Regions from separate parts of the Mus musculus genome. Here regions 1 and 2 are each linked to region 3. Evidence: chromatin contacts called from public HiChIP or PLAC-seq and promoter capture Hi-C data. All regions are on one chromosome and are shown on one strand. The core of a region is the stretch at or near the end of the contact, and the rest is flanking DNA. Distances in the headings are between cores, read along the strand shown.

Region 1 (2,700 bases), core at 139-2,638, 120 kb before region 3:
ACAACAATATGAACCAAACAGTACCCCCAAAGCTCCCAGGGACTATACCACCAACCAAAGAGTGCACAGGAAGGGACTCTGAGTACTTTTTCAAAGGGTGTAGTTCCTTCTCCTGGCTGATTGCACTTTAAGATATGTGATCCTTCCTTCTTCAGCACAGGAAAATCTCAAGTTCTGTCCTCTGTCTTGTTAGTCCTAACGAGGATTTATTCTCTTGCACAGATTAAAAGGATGAATGAGCTAAAAGTATAGCTCAACAGAAGGCTTGCTTAGAGCTTGTTGGTCCCCATGTTCAATCCTCATCACGACAAGGAGAAAAAGAGGGATTCTAGAACAGTAAGGAAAAAAAAAAGAGAGCAGGAAGTGATACATAAACAGACTGTTTGGAGGATTAATGAGTAAGATTCAGAAGGCAAAGGCAAGAATGAAAGGGAAAGGTGAGAAGCCAGTCCATAAGCCGGCCTTGGATACTAAAGGGCAGAAAAAGTACAGGATTTGCTATTGGCAGGTAAGATAGGTTTCAGATTCGGTGACTGTAATTGAAATATAATGTCCGGATATCCCCCAGACTGAGTACAACCATGCAAGGTCTCAGACTAAAGGACCCATAGTGGTCCCACCCTCAGCTTTTTGGGACCAAGGCCAACTCCTCTTCTAATATTAGCAAAGCACCTGTGTCAACGTCACAAGCCTGAAAAAGTATGTTCCGATGTTACTAGAACGCATCAAGAAAAGAATGTTTCCAAGGTGTGGATGGTGGTGTCAGGTCTCTTGTGGATTCATCCGCACAGTCAAGCAACATGTTCATAGGCGACATACTCATGCAGAGGACCCAGTGTGGGAATGAAGAGGATAAGGCACAAAAGTCCCTGTTCTCTGAGAGAAATATGGACGAAGGCTAACATGTCTTAAATATCAGCGAACATACAGTGTGAGCCCACCGACATGTCATCCCGAGAAACACATAAAGATATTAGAATGATCCATGGCTGTCAGTTCATGGTGGACAGAGAGGCTATTGTGTGGAGAATATAGATTTTTAGGGCAATGAACTTCTTCTGCATTCCGATGACTGCATGGCTTTAGGAATTCATCAAGTGTGTAAAATGTTCATCACTAAGGGTGATCTCATCCACACTGAGGCAGAGTCGATAACATCAATACTGCTTCCTCCTTTATTACAAATGTACTATACCAAAGGAAGCTATTCATGATACAGGCATGGCTGGGAACTCTGTACTTTCCCCACAGTTTTTCCATAAGCATCAACAGTCACATCATACCTTTGTTCAGTACTAAATTGTAATCAGGACCACAAAGAAGATAGCATAGTAGTGATTGCTAAGGCAGAATAGTCAGGCATCTGATAGATACACGCATGCGTGGGATGTGCATGTCAGACGGAGAAGACAGTGGTAGAATGGTGTTGGGGTGAAGCAGATTTAGACTGTCGGGTTCAACAGGGAAATGGAAACAGTGTCCATGCAGATGATGCAAGTGTGCTTAGAAGTTCAGTTTCTGATTGCACACATGGTTGTGGTAAAAGGGAGTTGAACAGGAATGGAGAAGTGAAGAGGAGCAGGCATAGAAGACAGAGTGCTGTGTGACATACAAGGAACGGATTCAGAGGGTCTGATGACCAGGGAAAGGAAAATACTAAATGCCCTCTATGTCATCTGGATTGTTTATCAAGCCATGGGGTTCCCTCTCTAGGGAAGAGCATGGTAAGGGGTGGAGAATAAAGATGGAAACAAGAACGCTTGACTTGTGCGCAAGCGATTATTATGAATGAATGACAGAAATAGGTTGATTGATTTCAAACGCTGCCTTAAATTTTACCGTAGAGGGGATCACTAAAAGCGGAACAGAGGAGCTACAGTGCTTAGGGAGAGATTGATATTCACGGAGAACTAATACTCTCTAACAGGATTAAGACGAAGCTAAATTTATCTGATATGACTTGCCACAGCTCACATTTAGAGACACATCAAATATGATTCTCTAAAATCAACTCATCTTCCTAAATCCAAATACTTCTGATAATTATATTAAATTATTTTTTTGTCAGGATCTCTTAGTATTGGTTAGACAGGATGTATTTTGTGCCGAAATAGACTGAGACACACTTTCTAATTCTCAAATGCACAATACAACTGTCTCCTGCACTTTTGTTGACTCCATGGCAAAGAAAAAGCTATAATTCAGAATGATCCTATGGTGGCATTAATTATATTTATGGAATATCAAGTGCCATTATTTTTGCCCGTCCTTCTTATATTTATTGCCTTGACATAAAAATCAGATGATTTTATCATGGCATTGTATAGGTAAATTGTTGTCATGAAAGGTTACATCTGCTATATAATACTAGCATAAAACTTGGCAAGGTTTTTTTTAAATATGGCATATTGTTTAGTTTCCTTAAAATACAGAAAAAGTAATATTTATTGCCAGACATAAAATTAGACAAGCATGACATTTTCAAATGTGTGACTTATTTAGCGCTTCTCAAATGTGAACGGGGAGTGGGCGGGCTGCTGGCACATAGACAAATAGAATTTTCCAAGAAAAAGTGTGTGGGCAACTTCGATTCCATTCAGTCTGTTTTTGATGAAGGAAATATATTACTGAGAAGAATTAGTTCTTGAACTTGGGTGCATAATAGAAAGTACACCCTTTATCATCTAAATTAAACCTTCC
Region 2 (2,700 bases), core at 199-2,698, 81 kb before region 3:
AGCTGAGGGGAAAAAAATGACATATTTATCTTTCTTTACCTTTTATAGTGTGAATTAACCCTGTGGTTGTCATTATTTGGGGTGGCAAACTAGAAAGTCTGAGACCAAGGAAGTATAAGTCATACGACAAAGCATTGATAGAATCATTTTCCAAGGCCAGAGACTAGAACTTCATGTAGCAAGTTTATGTTCTTTATTTCCCATATCTATACTTCCCACATACGTGTGTGGGATGTGGTTGTGTGTATGTGTGGGGTATTGTTGGGTTTGTTTGTTTGTTTGTTTGTTTGTTTTAGTCTTTTGATATAGAGGCCTGCCAGACAGTCCTGCTGTATGGACCAGGCTGATGTTGAACACACGGAGATCCACCTGCCTCTGCTTCCTGGGTGTTCTACTGATCATTCTAATTTTTCAATAATAAATTTGCCTTGACTTATAAGATATAAAATGTCAGATACTCCCTGGGTGTGGTAGGCATGCCTTTAGTCTCAGCACCCAGGAGGCAGAGGCAGGAGGATGATGTATCATGCTAGAAGCTTGAAACCTCTCTATGTAGTCACTCCACAGAGAAGCCAAGATTCTTCCAGTGCAGTGAGACAGAACTGCATCCTCTCCTACACGGGCGATGCTCTCCACATCATAAGAGTCTCTGTAGTGTGGAGAGAAATGTGCTTCTCATCCTCGTGGGCCCATGCCCAGCAGGCATCCTTTATGCTTGCTTCCATTCACGTCTTCCATGCAGGATTTCCGCTGGGAAATTTTTATATGAGCCACCATCCTACCTGCTCCTATTATTTCAACTTCTACACGCTTCAGTTGTCACAGTTTAACTCTCTTAGTACTGTGTCTCTTTTTCTTTTAGAAAAATGTTATCCTTTCATCTGCTAAGTGATTCAGATGGAAGGTACTTTCCAGAATTTACTTGAAAGTAGAGAGATTGTTAATTAAGTATTCTTAAAACTTTGAACAAATATGTAGCAGAGGATGGCCTAGTTGGCCATCAATGGGAGGAGAGGCCCTTGGTCTTGTGAAGATCGTATGCCCCAGTACAGGGGAATGCCAGGGCCAGGAAGTGGGAGTGGGTGGGTTGGGGAGCAGAGCCGGGGGAGGGTATAGGGGACTTGTGGGATAACATTTGAAATGTAAATGAAGAGGATATCTAATAAAAAATGAAAAAAAAAAAACTTTGAACAAAGTAGTGGCAGAATGTGGAGTTATAAACAGCCAGTCCCACAGGGAGAAGGGCCCATCTCTCTACTTTTCTTTTGCTATTCAAATCAACAAGTATTTACTTTTCTAAGTTTCTTTCTTAGTAATTGTGTCTCCTAGAAAACTAAGTATGTGAACAATTTGAATCAAAAGAACTAAAATACCAAGTTAGGCATAGAGGGCTTTAAGCTCACCATTAATGATTAAATCCAGTTTTGATGTGGTCGTGAGTCAGAGGGGGCGACCTTTGGACTGAAGACCTGTGAAGTCCTCCTTTCAGATGTGGGCACTGTGGAGACATTTCTACACAAATCACCGTCTTAACCACCTTCGAGCTGTGGGCTTTTCCATCCTTATTCCAAGGCTTGGCTATAACCCATTGCCAGCATTTCTCACCGGCCTGTCATTTCCTCAAGTAATAATCGAGACACACATTTGCCTAGAACACAGGCAGAGTGATCAGGTTTGTTTCCTTTCCTTCTGTCCTCACTTAAATTCTTGGAGGACACTGAGTGAGAACGTGCTAGAAGTCTATATCCTTCTTGGCCTAGAGGCCAGCGTGAAGAGAGTGGCCTTGTATGGAAACTCCCCCTTCTGCCAAAATCCAGCTTCCAAGGGCTGGCCTTAGTTGAGTCCTCGACTTCCAGGATAATAGATGTGTTGGCTCTGACTTAGCCCAGCACTCAGCTGAAGTTTTCTTCCCCACCTCGTGGCTGTTAAGAAAGTGGTGCGGACGTGGACATTTTCAACAGAGTTGTTTATGTTCCCTTGCTGAGATCAGTGTGGCCCTGGCTCATAATATTTATGTGTGTTTTCCTTTTGGCTTAATTGTAATTAGCCTGCTGCTTGCTGCATTTCTCTTACCTTGCCTGAAGAATTTGCTTTTTCCTTCCATTGTATGCACTGGTATCTTTTGAATTTCCTCCCTCCTATTTACTTTTTGGCATAAATAATAATTGGTGCTACCGGCAAGCTTGATAAAGTCTTTTTATTGTGTTCCCTTTTGTCCACTGGCGTAGAAATGTCTAAACCATTTTTTTTTCTCACTTGCACAGCAAAATAGAGGCCAAGTTTTCAGGAAGAGCTCCCGTTCGTACTCTTCCACACTCTGTTATTAAAAGTCTAGATTGCCTATTATTTTTATGGATTTTTTTCCTCTAAACCTAACTTAATTTTAATTTTTCCAAATGTAAAGTTTGCTCTGTCTTTGAATTATCACATTCTGTCTTTACTTCCACTCACACTGGTTTGTAACATTTCCTAGGAGCTCATATTATCTTGGTTTAATAAAGTCATATTTTCCACTTCAGATCACAGCCCATGGTAGTAAAAGAGAAGAGAAAGGACTTGGGAATTCACCTTTGACCATACACCCAAATAAATTACTAATAGATTAAATGGTTGTCCTAGTTGGGGGTCTCTATTGCTGTGAAGAGATACCATGACCACAGCCACTCTTATAAAGAAAAACATTTAATTAGGAGCCATCTT
Region 3 (2,700 bases), core at 190-2,689:
GGGGGGGGGGGATTTATGTCTTATTCCTCCTAGTGATTTGAAATATAGTATAACAATCCATGCAAGATAGTTATTGACAACCACCCTGATTACACCAATTAAAACTTTTGAGTGCTTATTAATGGTCAGGCCAAGAGCAGGCTCACACACCTCTTGAATGTTTCAAGCTCAGGGATATAGCATTTTTAAAAGGCAAAAACCACAAAGATATGTCAAAGTTAGAAGAGGATAAGAGAACCTCAAAATGTTCCTTCCTGCCAGAGCATAGAGGTCATTTTAGTTACAACTTGCCAACTATTTTGCTCAATACATCTGGACCAAAGTCGAGGTATGGAAATCTCAACTATGTTGCCAAGGCAGACATGACAATTATGGGGGTGGAGGACGTGCGGGGGGAGGGGGGGATAAGAACTATCTTAAGCAAACAGTAAATGGAATCCGAACATGACTGCCTTGTCTTGGTTACTTCAGTAGGGTTATGCACCCAAAACCTTACAACTATGAAAGTGGCTGCGATGTTTCGCTATTCTTACCTACATTCCATTAAGCACTTTTGCTGCTCGGATGGAGTTATTTCTAGGACCCACTTCTAGACACATTTCTACAGGGTATGGGACAGTTTCTAATGCGCTTGCAGTTAGTGTGGAAAACACCACAGCTGCTTTGGAAGGCGTAGAAAGAAGCTGGGGTCCTGGAGTGTTTCCCAGTGAACTGAGCTGATAATTGCCTTCTTCTCTCAGGTGGGGCATGGCATGCCCTTCTGGATGGTCAGTGGTGGGATTGCCTGCAGGGGCTAAAGCACATAGGTGATGGATATTTTGTTGTAGCTTCACAGTATTTGCCTGAGATTTAGGGAACACACAGACCTGTGGTACAGAAACGGGCAAGTGGCTGGAGAGATGGCGCTCCTGTTGATGGGCTGGCTCTTGGCGGGTCTTTTCTCTCTGGCTGATGTCAAGAGGATACACATCGTGACAAATGAGTGTTTTGAGGTGAGAAGGACTAAAGCCCTCTAATAAAAGGCTTCAGGAAAGAGTGTGGGCGACCCAGGGAAATGTGCTCGGGTCAAGTTTAAGCCTGGGAAAAAAGAGGTCCTGGAGAAAGATAGGAAGGAAGATAGAGAGGGGGGCTCTGGGTGTGCAGAAGGGAGGGGGGGCTGAAAAGCGAGAGGGCTCAAGCACTATTTACTGGTTGTAGGATAGGGTCAAGGACCACTGAGAAGGAAAAAGTGAGAGTGAAGGAGGAGGTGAAAGCAAGACTTTGCGGCCCAGGAAGGGATTCTTGGCTGGGGGGGCTGGGGTGGCGGCAGAGGGGGCGGGAGGGGTGGCAGCTTGGCTGGCCTCAGGCCCCCTTGGCAGCCTCAGGCGTTGGCTCCTCAGGGCTCCCTCCCTCTCCCGAGCATTGTTCCTTTGCCGGGAGACAAGGAAATTGCCTTTTGATTGCGGAAGTCCCGGACGGGGCTTTGGGGGCGAGGCAGCGCGGGTCAGAATGGCAGCGTGGGAAGGGCCGCGCGCCGCGGGTCCCCGCCGCCTGTCGTGTCCGCTGCCCGCCCGGGGCGGCAGCAGAAGCAGCGGCTGCCACGGCCCTTGAGCATCGCCAGCCCCGAGGGTAGCGCGCTGCGCCCGCCCGCAGGGCGCGCTGAGCGCTCAACAAGTGGTACCCAGAAGTGCCCTGGCTGGCCTCCCAGCGAGATGCTGAGGCATGGAGCCCTAACGGCCTTGTGGATAACACTGAGCGTCGTGCAGGTAAGCAGGCAGAGCAAGGTCTGGGGATGATGCTCCACCCCAGCCAAGAACTGAATATGTCCTGTTGCTGGCCTCCGGGGCTGAGCTGCTAGGAAAAAAGGGACAGAAATCTCTTGCTCCTTCCCTCCTATCTATGGGACAGCCATCTATCCACCCTCTCTGAAACCCTACCATTACCAAACTGACAGCTCTCCCTGCTGTCAAGAAAGCAACCTGTGTCTGCAGCTGTTCCTGGGGGAGGTGGGACAACTAGGGTGAAAGTCTCCTGCCAGCCACTTTCCCCGTGGGCCCTTTCCTGGACTGGAGGATGAGAGGCCAGCTGTAGCTGGACTCCAGGGGTGAGGACAGGTGACTTGGGGAGCTTGCTGCGGACATCTCTAGGCAGTGCAGGCTATGGACTTAATCTGTGCTCTCTGATTCTTTTACAGACTGGAGTGGCAGAGCAAGTGAAATGTAACTTCACACTGTTGGAGTCCAGGGTCTCTAGCTTGTCAGCGTCTATCCAGTGGAGGACTTTCGCGTCACCCTGTAACTTTAGCCTCATCTACAGCAGTGATACCTCGGGGCCCATGTGGTGCCATCCTATTCGGATAGACAACTTTACCTACGGATGTAACCCCAAGGATTTACAAGCAGGGACCGTCTATAACTTCAGGATTGTTTCTCTGGATGGAGAAGAGAGCACTCTGGTCTTACAGACAGGTAAAGTTCACAGGTGTAATGGTCGGCCAGACTGCTCTACGCCGAGCCTTGACTTTTCCTACCGAAACTTTCCTTTGATCTGTAGGCATTTAAAAAGGATATATATACTTATTTATATATTTTATGTATTATATCAAATTTATATATATATTTAGAGAGAGGAATAACCTGTGATGATATTGGACCATGACTTCTAGTTGGCTGAGTTCTGATCAGTGTAGCTTGCTTGACTCTTAAAGAGTCAAGCAAGCTC

Evidence for each region. Promoter capture Hi-C pulls out the DNA fragments that hold promoters and counts their contacts. HiChIP or PLAC-seq counts read pairs in DNA pulled down with a chosen protein or histone mark.
Region 1: an HNF4G HiChIP or PLAC-seq map of pancreatic cancer cells shows a contact between it and region 3. The contact joins the enhancer-like site here to the promoter of Ptprb in region 3. A contact is called at or near these places in 1 of 115 datasets of contacts at active chromatin or transcription factors (pancreatic cancer cells) and 2 of 9 other capture datasets (adipose tissue and liver).
Region 2: a contact with region 3 is called in a promoter capture Hi-C map of the SN4741 cell line, with 2.3 times the contacts expected there. The contact joins the enhancer-like site here to the promoter of Ptprb in region 3. A contact is called at or near these places in 4 of 39 promoter capture datasets (the 3T3-L1 cell line, 3T3-L1-derived adipocytes, the SN4741 cell line and 1 more), 1 of 15 datasets of contacts at CTCF or cohesin (the NIH/3T3 cell line), 3 of 484 Hi-C or Micro-C datasets (the HPC-7 cell line, nephron progenitors and pancreatic cancer cells), 5 of 115 datasets of contacts at active chromatin or transcription factors (T-cell acute lymphoblastic leukemia, a colorectal cancer cell line, embryonic fibroblasts and 2 more) and 2 of 9 other capture datasets (adipose tissue and pancreatic islet).

The regions. Positions count from the first base shown.
Region 1 is chr10:116,179,888-116,182,587 of GRCm38.p6, forward strand. The region is part of intron 5 of Ptprr (protein tyrosine phosphatase, receptor type, R); the gene reads left to right. Among named protein-coding and RNA genes, the nearest start is that of Taf7l2, 67 kb to the left of the region's middle. Within about 2 kb of position 1,389, at least 18 of the 459 cell types and tissues checked have an H3K27ac peak or open chromatin away from gene starts, as enhancers often do. A contact at or near this core is called in pancreatic cancer cells, where this site is marked.
Region 2 is chr10:116,219,078-116,221,777 of GRCm38.p6, forward strand. The region is part of intron 6 of Ptprr (protein tyrosine phosphatase, receptor type, R); the gene reads left to right. Among named protein-coding and RNA genes, the nearest start is that of Ptprb, 81 kb to the right of the region's middle. Within about 2 kb of position 1,449, at least 16 of the 459 cell types and tissues checked have an H3K27ac peak or open chromatin away from gene starts, as enhancers often do. A contact at or near this core is called in the SN4741 cell line, adipose tissue and pancreatic cancer cells, where this site is marked.
Region 3 is chr10:116,299,935-116,302,634 of GRCm38.p6, forward strand. It overlaps Ptprb (protein tyrosine phosphatase, receptor type, B), which reads left to right and starts at 1,440. Exons shown (of 32, transcript NM_029928.2): 1 at 1,440-1,745; 2 at 2,174-2,447. The coding sequence starts at 1,692.